Regions from separate parts of the Sus scrofa genome. Here all the other regions are linked to region 3. A link is a contact called in public Hi-C and promoter capture Hi-C data. All regions are on one chromosome and are shown on one strand. Each heading gives the region's core, a stretch centred on a gene start, on an enhancer-like site or on the middle of the called end of the contact. The rest is flanking DNA. Distances are from core to core; before and after follow the strand shown. Region 1 holds the start of ZNF614 (zinc finger protein 614). Region 2 holds the start of ZNF432 (zinc finger protein 432). Region 3 holds the start of LOC100624495 (zinc finger protein 677).

Region 1 (3,545 bases), core at 845-3,344, 1.3 Mb after region 3:
TCCTCATGGTGCAGTGGTTAATGAATCCGACTAGGAACCATGAGGCTGCGGGTTCAATCCCTGGCCTTGTTCAGTGGGTTAAGGATCTGGCTTTGGTGGTGTAGGTCACAAACATGGCTTGGATCCCTCATTGCTGTGGCTGTGGTGTTGGCTGGTGGCTACAGCTCCGATTCGACCCCTAGCCTGGGAAACTCCATATGCCGCGGGTGTGGCCCTAGAAAAGACAAAAAAAAAAAAAAAAAAACCCTTAACAATAAGAAAATACCACCTGGAGTTTCCACTGTGGTGCACTGGGTTAAGAATCTGATGGCAACAGCTTGGGTCTCTGCAGAGGCACAGGTTCAATCCCTAGCTCAGGAACTTCCATATGCGGTGGGTGTGGCCATTAAAAAAAATTAAGGAAAAAAAAAAAACACACACAACCCAATTGAAAAATGACCAAAAGACCTGAACTGACACCTTACCAAGGAAGATACATGGAAAGCAAGTAAGCATGTGAAAAGATGTTTCACATCATACGTAATAAGGGAATTACAAATTAGAACAATGAGATACCACTGCCCATCTATTAGAATAGCCAAAACTCAAAAACGGAAACACCGAATGCTGCAGAGGATATGAAGCAATAGGCCCTCTAACATATTGCCGATGGCAAAACGGTACAGCCACTTTGGAAGACAGTTCAGCAGTTTCTTACAGAGCTGTTTGTTGGAGACCACGGAACTGCTGAACTCTGCAGAAGGCAAACTTGGCGCACATGCAAAAGCACAGCAAGCTAAGGACTGCTGACGCAGAGTTCTCAGGTACAGGGTCTCCTTCAAACGCAAGATAAGGGAGTCATACATGAACCAGGAGCAGCTGCACGATGCCCTGGAGGGATGCACCTGTCACTAGCTGCTAGTCGTTTCCTCTGTTATTCACTCAGAGATGGCTTTGTCATTGCCTGCACCTGATTTTGCTCAGGAACCTACGTCACCTTCCCTAATACAAGTCATGAGGACTAAAGCCTAGGCGCCTCTGTTCTGTGGAACGGAGGGCCTCCTGGTCCCCCACTTTCTTTCTGTAAAAGAGTCTCGTGTGTTTTGTTAGACCCCACAGTCCAGGATTTCCCCGTTGCCCTGCAGCGCTGAACGCGGCAGTGTGAGAGAGAAAAAAAATTTTTAGTCAAGTCCTTGAGGGCAGACTTGAAGGAGAGAATTGTATTTGAATGAACTGGAGAAATGCAGCCCTCAAGCCTGTTTCCCCGCATTCAAAGTCTGATCCTAAGCCAGCCTACAGATTCTCCAGGGGGCCCTGAACCTCCCCAAATAGTGAGCGCGCCAGGCACAAGTCTCTTGACTGAGTCCTATATTAAATGCCACATTAAACTCCAGACATGCCCAAGAAACCAACAAGGACATCCCGCTAACCCGGACTTCAACAGAGTCCCACGTTACATCTGGAACCCAGACCAGACACCGCGTTCAAACTTTCCACCGCTTTTTCAACCACTGAGTCTCTTAAGCAGAGTGATCCAAGTAGACCTCAAATAGTGCCAATCGGACTCTCGGCCGACGATTTCTTCAGACTCTTAATCACTGATTACTAAAGGCTCCATCACAAACGCTCAGGGGCTGAATCTAAATAAAATCCAAACTACGGTCTTTTACACACGCTCAGCTTCATAGAACCCCACAGACCACGAATCCAAGCCCAGAATCCAACTCACCTAATCTCAACCTCTTCAGGTACCACTGGGAGCGACGAAAGGCTGAGCCCACGACCAGAAAACCACTTTCTGTCCGGACGCCCTCCTTTGCGGTCCCTAGAGACGCTGACCACCTGGGACCGGGGAATCCCACGAGAACCTTGGCGCGTTGCCGGGGTTTCCGAGTTCCAACTGCGGGCTCCGCTCTGTGACGTAACACGGCCCCGCCCACATTGACGTTTGGATGGGCGGGGCCATCACGGCTGTGGGGAGAAATCGTTCCTGACCGCCTCAAAGCTTTCACCTCCTGGTTGCGAGGGACAGTCAGCAGTGATGTACTAAATGTAAGATTTCGGAGGCAGATGCCTCTCCAAGGCCAACATGGCTCGTTCAGCCTGCTGGGGAACCAAGAAAGATGGCGACGCCCTTTGTGTACTTCAGATCGGAAGCGCTATGGAGTACCATGGGCGCGGCCATCTTGGAACAAGACTCATGTCTGTACGGCAGAAAAGGGCTCAGATCCTAGGAGACCTGGAAAGATTTTAAAAGGTAGAAGCCGAGACATCACTGGAAAGGCAGCGGCCGCAGAGTTGATAAAAGCAGTGGTCACTAAAAATCTTAGGTTTGGGGAGAGAGCAGTTGTGTGTGGAGTGGGTAAGGTCTTTGGGAAGGAAGCAAGACAGCCACTGAAGAGGTGAAGGCTGAGTTCCTGTTGTGGCTCAGCAGGTTAAGGATCTGGTATCACTGCTGTGGCTCAGGTCGCTGCTGTGGCGCAGGTTCGATCCCTGGCCTGGGAACTTCCGCAGGCCACATGGGTGTAGCAAAAAAAAAAAAAAAAAAAAAAAAAAAAGAAGAAGAAGAAAAAAGAAAAGGCGAAGCCCAGGCAGAGTTGGATAAAAATGCTAATACCCACATGGGAGTGGATACAGAGCAACCTCTAGTGGGCAGGGTGATGAAGTGAAGGTGCAAGTGTATGTCTGGGTTTCCTTCCAAAAATAAATGAAGCTCCTCCATTACAGCCCATATACTAGGCTTAAAATTTCTCCATAGCATTTTTCAGAACTGACATTCTCCTGTTTTACTCAGGAGGCTTCACGAGACTTTACGTTCCATGAAGCCCATGACTTTGCTTGTTTGTTCACTGAAGTCTCTCCAGAGACAAAAGCAGAGCCTGGCAAAATAATGCTCAAAAAACATTTTATTTTTTTTTTTTTTAAGAGCTGAACATCGGCATATGGAAGTTCCCAGGCTAGGGGTCGAATCCGAGATGCATATGAGGGCTAACCCACAAACACAGCAACACTGGATCCGAGCTGCATCCAGCTGGATCCAAAACATTTTTAGGAGTTCCCATTGTGGTGCAGCGGAAACAAATCCAACTAGGAACCATGAGGTTTGATCCCTGGCCTTGTTCAATGGGTTAAGGATCTGGCATTGCTGTGGCTGTGGTGTAGGCTGGTGGCTACAACTCTTATTAGACCCCTAGCCTGTGAACCGCCATATGCCGAGGGTGAGACCCTAAAAAGACAAAAGACAAAAATAAAAAATAAAATAAAAACATTTTTTAAAGGAATGAATTACTCAGCACAGAGCTGGGGATTGAATAGTGCCACAACACTATATGGGATTTTTTTTTTTTTTTTTTTTTTTTTTTTTGCTAAAAGCAGAACTCACCACTTTAAACTGGATTAAATATTAAAATATGCTCCCTTTTTTTGGCTGTGCCCCTGGCATGCAGATATGCCTAGGCCAGGGATCAACCCATTCTACAGCAGTGACCCAAGCCACAGCAGTGATGATGCCAGATCCTTACCTATCCGGCCACCAGGGAACTCTTAAATATCTTTATTATGTCAAA
Region 2 (3,652 bases), core at 762-3,261, 1.3 Mb after region 3:
CGGCTGTGGCCGGCAGCTGTAGCTCCAATCTGACCACTAGCCTGGAGTTTTCCATATCCCATGGGTGTGGACCTAAAACGGAAAAAAAAAGGATTCAAAGTTTATTTCTTTGTAAATACTGAACTGTTTTCCTTACAGGCCTCTACAAATCCATTAAGAAATAAAGGGGAGAATAAAACAAGAGTTACCTGGGCCTGGATCATTTTCTTCTGTTCTCTGAAAATAGCTAGCAATGCAGAGGCTCCGTCTTTGTGTCTCGATATACCTGAAATTCCTAGTGAGATATCAGAGTCGACAATGGGTCCCCAGATATAACAATATCTAGGTCCTGGAACCTCCTCTTTCTTTGTTCATTTCTTGTCTCTTGCTGGGACCTGTGAGCTGAAAAGCAAAATTTCCTTTAGGATTATAGTCCTTCTTGCTGCCCACTTACCTTAACACGTGGTCCCCAGTATTTCCGTCCCTCGTTTGGTTCCCTAGGAGACTTCACAGCTCAGGCCAATAAAACTTAGTCCCTGAATATGTGGAAGTGGCATGAATTCGAAAGGGAAAGTGGCAAAGGAGAATCAACATAGCACCATATTTCAGTGGCAGGTAATTTTCAGAAAAATTATAGAAATGAGGTCATAAGGGCAATGAGGAAGTATAAATTTTTCCTTTAAACTTTGTTGCTCTCATACCTCCTTTAAAAAAATGCTCGTACACCCTGTTTATATGCACACTTCAATATGAGAACCACGATCACTCACACACACACACACACACACACACAAAGAGGAGTTCTCATTGTAGCACAGTGGAAACAAATCTGACTAGGAACCATGAGGTTGCAGGTTTGATCTCTGGCCTTGCTTAGTGGGTTAAGGACCTGGCATTGCTGTGAGCTGTGGTGTAGGTGGGCAGCTACAGCTCCAATTTGACCCCTAGCCTGGGAACCTCCATATGCCAAGGTTGCGGCCCTAAAAAGACAAATATGTGTGTACACACACACACACACCACACACACACACACGCACTGGGAAAACAGCAGCCTTTATATATTCGCATATAGAAGCTGAAATGAAATCAGTCAATTTACAATAGAAATCTAATTTAAAAGCTTACTATATTTAAATATGCAAAATCGTTCATCTTCCCCCAAACTTTCTTCATTTCTTTGGATTCAAAAGAATGGGTGATAGAGGGAGCCAAAAGGGAGGAGAAAAATGGGTGCTGGTGAAGAAAGAGACTTGGACCTGAAGCTTTTAAGAAATGTTAACTAACCTTCAAGTCTGTCCCAGCTGCCAAAGTCTGAGCTCAACGTACGCACCTACCAGGACTCCCCAGCCTCCAGACCTTCTGCTGTCCCACCTCTCGGCACAAAAGACGGTGATAACCGCCCCACCGGATTAAGACCAAACCAGACCTGATACACGCGCACGCGGACCTCCTTAACGGTTCTTCGACCTTCGGGCTCCAAATTCTTCGAGACCCTGAACAAGAAGCCGCAATCATTCGACAAGCGCCCCCCGCCCCTCCAACCAGGTGTCAGTCACCTGCAGGGAGAGTGGCCCGTGAAGACCCTGAACGCTGACCTCAGGACAGCTTCATCTGTTCAGACGTTTAATCGTTAACCACCAGAGTCCCCTTTGATGGACCCCAAAGACGCCCCGATCACAACATCCAGCACAGACTCTTCCCTGTTCCTTTCCAAAAAAACGAAAAACCCCAAAAAACCAAAGCCAAAAAACCACCATCCCCAAGCTACCTTCACGGACTCAGAAGAGCCACAACCCACCGAAAGGCCAACAGACCGTCCCCGTCCCCGCCTATTCTACAGACCGACCCTCACACCGACCTGGTTCTCTCCTGAACCTGCAGCGACCTCTTCCGGGCCTAACTTACTTCGCTAAACTTCTTTCACTTCTGGTCCTCTCGCCCAGCCCCCTCTCCCGAGACCAACGGACACGGGTCAACAGCGTTTCTATCGCGTTTCTATGGTGAACGGATTGGGAGTTTCCGGCTTTTCTTTATGAGGTAATATACGCGCGCCGCCGCCGTTGCTTAGGAGCCCTGAGGGGGCCGCCATCTTTGCACACCTGACGTACAGAAAGCCGAGCCAGACTGTCAGGGGCCGTGGCTGGAACTCTCCAGTTTCCCGGCACTTCAGCCCTTCACGGAAAACGGGGAGATTATCAGAGGCTCGAGTTCACACAATACAAACATGACGTGGGGGTAGAGTCGTTTGAATGGACAGGTGTTGCTAGCTGTAAGGGGACTGTGAAGGGCGCAAATTTTTCTAAGACCGAAGCCCACCACGACCAAAAGGGCGCGGCGTACATCCTCAGACGGCTGGGACGTCTCTGCTCGGTCAAAAATTAAAACTACCTCTGGACATCTCCATCACTGGTTAATTTCGAAAAAGAAGGCTCTATAAAAACTATCGTATACGCGACAAAAAAAAAAAAAAAAAAAAAGACGGTGGCGCAGTGTGTCCTTTACGGTTTGCGCCGTTAAACTGGAGCATCATGGGCGCGGCCATCTTGGAGGAAATTGTCCGTACCGCAGAGCAAATGCTTGCTGCGAACTGGCGGGCGAAAGTGTGAGGGGAAGACCCGAGGTTTGAAAAAGTGATAGTACGGGGGATGCAGCGATCACAAAGTGAGCAGAAACAGTGGACGTTGTGAGCCTTTACTCAACCTTGGTCCTCACCCTGCCCAAATGCAAAACATGCTACCTTCTAGCACTGAACTGCCTTGTGCCATTATAGATCAGTCTGCGTTCTTTCCATAAAATTAGTAGTATGTGCAGCTCCTGCTGTGCCGCATGGGGACTGGCCACCTCTTGGGAGTGCGGGGACACAGGTTTGTCCACAACTGCAGCTTAAGATGCAACAGTGGCTGGGATCTGATCCCTGGCTCTCGGACTCCAAATCCCCGGGGGACAGGGAAATGAAAATAAATAAAAATAAAATGAGCAATATGTGCTGGCTTCTTTCACATAGCAGGAATGTTTTTAAAAAGCATCAGCTTTAAAGCGACAGTGGTTCAGACTTTTTTGTTGCTTAGTATCCCAGTGTTGGATACTCCAAAATGAGATGAATCATTCACCAGCTGGTGGACCTTTGAGTGGTTTCCAGTTTTTTGAATACTGCAGATGGCACTAATACGAACAGTCCTGTGCAAAAAATGACCTCAGAGAGCTAGTTTTCTCACAGTCCCCATGCGTCGTCTTCACATCATCAAGAAGTCTTTGCCAGACATTTACAAGCCTACTAACCATTTCTAGCCCTGCTCCCCCTCATATTCTCTTCCTCTCCTTACCCCAGCCCTGTGTGAGAACACTCACTCACGCAGGGGAAACGGGGATCTTGAGAACATGGGCTCAGGATCAGACGTCAGGTTCTCCTACTTGCTTCAAGTATCTTCAACCCCCATCGGCCATTACAGTTCTCAGAAAGCACCTGATAAAGTCATGTAACCGAAAGGTGAAAGCAGGAAGTCAGTTCCATTTTCTCACTATGATTTCTCATTATTATGCTGACCCAATCTCAAACTTGAGATACGAGAATTGCCTCTGTTTGTATCCTTGACCTGTATGATCTCATCTTAGAACAGGCAAGGTGATCCTTTTTTTTTTCCCCCTTCTGCTTTTTAGGGCCACACCAACAGCA
Region 3 (3,547 bases), core at 554-3,053:
AAAGCCACAAGTCAATGTATCACAACCTAATCAGCCATTTCCCATCAACTCACCACTCATCCAGAATCAGGTTCTCCTTCTTTCACTCTAGTACATATTTCAATGTCTCCCTTTCCTTGCTTCTCTCCAGTGTTTTTCCTTTTCTGTTTCCTCTCTCACCCCGCCTACTCCTTCTCCCTTTTTCCTGTTCCTTTCCTTACACCTGTTTTGCACAAGTCCTGAAACCTATTTCAATTTCTGCCTCTCCTTCTCCCCACTCTGGTCCCAATCTCCATACATATTTGCCTTTTCCTGCCCCCATTTCTGTGTTCCCTCTGCTCTTCACTACACCGTCTTTCCTCTTACATCCCCTCTGCCCAGACTCACTGGCCCCCCCAACTGGCTTGGCGCTCTCACTCTGCCATCGTTCAGTCCCTGCACTCAGCTCCCCTAGCCTTTTTATCCTAACCATTTTGTCTGAGGTGCCTTGACCCGTGTGGTCCCCACTTCTGCTCACCAAGGGCCCCTTTCCCTAATTTGCTCCCCTTCGTCTTTGTGGAGCTCCTCCTCCTCCTCCTCTACGCATCTCTGTTTTCTTACCTCATTACTACTCTCGCTTTGTCTCCTTGCAAGTCTTTCAGGCATCTTCTATTTTGCCTTCTCTTTGGGGGCCACCTCAATGATTTTTTTCTCCTTTTCACTTGTCTATTTGTCCTCATTCATCCTCTGTCTCTTTCTCCTGATCCTCCTCACCCCCGCCTCCTACCGCATTCCCGGCTTCCACCTTTGCAATCATCATCACACAAAGCCCCTGATCCCAAGAGGAGGTGACGACGTGGTCTTGGGACCCCTCGAGTTCTGCAATCCTAAATCCTACCGTACTGAAAAGTGTGCTCTTCCAGGACACTGGATCTCTTGGGGGGGGGGGGCGGGGGGCGGGGGGCGGGGGGGGGGGTCCTGCAGAATACGAGGGCCAGGGAGAGAATGCGGGCCTCTATAGGGGCCAAGAGGCGAGCATTGGGGCAGAAGCGTAAAGCTTTAGAAACTCTCTCAAAAGTCCAGGGAGGAGTTCCCGTCCTGGCGCAGTGGTTAACGAATCCGACTAGGAACCATGAGGTTGCGGGTTCGGTCCCTGGCCTTGCTCAGTGGGTTAACGATCCGGCGTTGCCGTGAGCTGTGGCGTAGGTTGCAGACGCGGCTCGGATCCCGAGTTGCTGTGGCTCTGGTGTAGGCCGGTGGCTACAGCTCCGATTGGACCCCTAGCCTGGGAACCTCCATATGCCGCAGGAGCGGCCCAAGAAATAGCAAAAAGACAAAAAAAAAAAAAAAAAAAAAAAAAAAGTCCAGGGAGCTCCTTTGTGACGCAGTTTCGATCCCTGGAACTTCCACATGCTTCAGCCACCACCACCGCCCCGCCACCCCCCCCCCAACAGAAAGAAGTCTATCTCCCAGGACTTTAAAAGGCAGCGAGGATTGGGAGAGGTGGTCGGTGAAGGGTTTTACAGGAAAAAGCGGCAAGCGGGTCTAATGGCCCGAAGGCCTTAGATTTTAACCGAAAACGAAGGCCAACCCCCGACCCAAGAGCAAAGCGGTCAGGCTTGGGCATCTCACCGGCACTCCTGAACTTACCGAAGGTAGGAGGCGTGGGTGCCGGAATTTTAACGTCCGTAGCAACCCCAAGACCCCAGGTGTGTAAGACTGTGGACTGTGAAACCCAGGTTTAAACTTAAAAGGCCGAAACCAAAGCCCGCCACACGACCTTACACCCGCAGAAGCCTCTTCCGGTCTGCGAGGCTGCGCGTGCGCACTGCTTCCCGGGAACCCCGGAGGCGGGGCCCAAGCAGAGATCCACCGGAAATGGGCCTGGATAGGGGCCAGGCCTGGGCGCGGGCAGTGGGGGGGGCGGGGCCTGGGCTCCCCTCAGCGCTTCGCGGGGGCGGAGCTTCTTCTGAGTTTGGATCAATTTGAATTTATCTCAGGAGCTCGGCTGATCTTTGCTTTTTTTTTTTTTTTTTAAGGACTGCACTACCAGCATATGCAAATTCCCGGGCTAGGGGTCGAACAGGATCTGCAGCTGCTGGCCTACGCCACAGTCCCAGCAACTCGGGATTGGAGCTGCGACAATGACCTACACCACAGCTCGCTTACACCACAGCTACCACAGCTCACAGCAAGCCGGGATCCCCGGCCCACTGAGCGAGGCCAGGGATCAAACAGCATCCTCATAGATACTAGTGGGATTAGTTTCCGCTGCACCACAGGTAACACCCTCTTTGCCTATTTTAAACTGACCTTGCAATTTAAGGTGTAAACTTAGAGTTGTGTGGGCCACTTGCTGAAAACAGGTGGAAAACGTTTTTGTTTTTGTTTTCAGCTGCAACATGGAATCCAAGCGGCATCTTAGACTTAACACCGCAGCTTGTGGCAACGCAGGATTCTTCACCTACTCTGTGATCCACCTCACACACTTGAGGACACCATATCAGGTTTTTAACCGGCTGAGGCACAACAGGTACTCCTGAGAATAGGTTTCATCAAATCACTTTTGCAAAGGAGAGAAGATGCCTATCCTGCTTGAGTGACAAGGGTAACTCTGAGGTCAGGGAACACTAACCTGCATCTGGAGTCAATGTAGGGCGATGGGTGGATCCAGTGATAGCTCCTCAACTAGAATTTAATTTAAGCAATATAATTAAGGAAGGAGTGCAACTGTCTGTGCCCAAAATGCAAACTGGAATGTTAAATGCAAAACGCTACCGGTGGGAAATGGGCCCACCGCATGGGCATCTATCAAAACATCATATCCACTTCCATTTCCCACTCATCCTGTGCTCAATCCGTGGTCAGTTCCAGAAACTTTTATAGGGACAAGCCTGGATAGTGGGAGGTAAAGGAATGAGGCATGTAATGATTTAGGTCACCAGCCACTATTTTAAAAAAATTAAAAAGCAAAAATCGATATAAACTGTGTTGCTCATTTTAGTACTTGCTGTTCTATTCCACACCTGAGGTGAATAAAATCAGATACCTTTGAGAGAACCTGTTATGTTGTTATAATTTGTCAGTAATTTCTGAATAGCCTTTTTAATTCACTTTACATTTATCCAAAGGTCACTAGGAAGAATATTAATAAAAATACTGTTTTTATATTTTAGCCCTTTTATTTTGTTTCTCAATGTTCAGATATATTTCTCAGGTAAAGATAACAAATCCTGTATGTGCTCTTTAGAAGACTACTGAATTTGTTTTCACCTTAACAAGGGGATGTCGGAGTGCCCCTTTTGGCTCAGCAGGTTAAGGACCCAATGTAGTCTCTGTGAAGATGTGATTCAATCCCTGGCCGCTCAGTGGGTTAGGGATCCAGCATTGCCACAAGCTGTAGCATAGGCTGCAGATGCAGCTCCAATTCGACCCATAGCCTGGGAACTTCCATATGCCACAGGTCCAGCCATAAAAAGAAAAAAAAAAAAAAAAAAGGGTGGGGTGTCTATATTAGTTGACATAAACCCTAAAGGAAACAAAACTAGATTTGTCAAATTTCCAATGGTTTCATTTATACATTCAATAA

What was found. Promoter capture Hi-C pulls out the DNA fragments that hold promoters and counts their contacts. Hi-C and Micro-C count contacts between places; a contact is called where the count stands out from the background.
Region 1: a contact with region 3 is called in a Hi-C map of liver, with 5 times the contacts expected there. The contact joins the promoter of ZNF614 here to the promoter of LOC100624495 in region 3. A contact is called at or near these places in 1 of 5 promoter capture datasets (liver) and 2 of 47 Hi-C or Micro-C datasets (embryonic fibroblasts and liver).
Region 2: a promoter capture Hi-C map of fetal skeletal muscle shows a contact between it and region 3, with 7 times the contacts expected there. The contact joins the promoter of ZNF432 here to the promoter of LOC100624495 in region 3. A contact is called at or near these places in 1 of 5 promoter capture datasets (fetal skeletal muscle), 1 of 47 Hi-C or Micro-C datasets (embryonic fibroblasts) and 1 of 2 datasets of contacts at active chromatin or transcription factors (alveolar macrophages).

What each region holds. Positions count from the first base shown.
Region 1 is chr6:58,132,849-58,136,393 of Sscrofa11.1, forward strand. ZNF614 (zinc finger protein 614) reads right to left here and starts at 2,095. Exons shown (of 3, transcript XM_021097260.1): 1 at 1,709-2,095.
Region 2 is chr6:58,150,680-58,154,331 of Sscrofa11.1, forward strand. ZNF432 (zinc finger protein 432) reads right to left here and starts at 2,012. Exons shown (of 5, transcript XM_021094922.1): 1 at 1,885-2,012; 2 at 189-381. The coding sequence starts at 203.
Region 3 is chr6:56,871,067-56,874,613 of Sscrofa11.1, forward strand. LOC100624495 (zinc finger protein 677) reads right to left here and starts at 1,804. Exons shown (of 5, transcript XM_013991866.2): 1 at 1,609-1,804.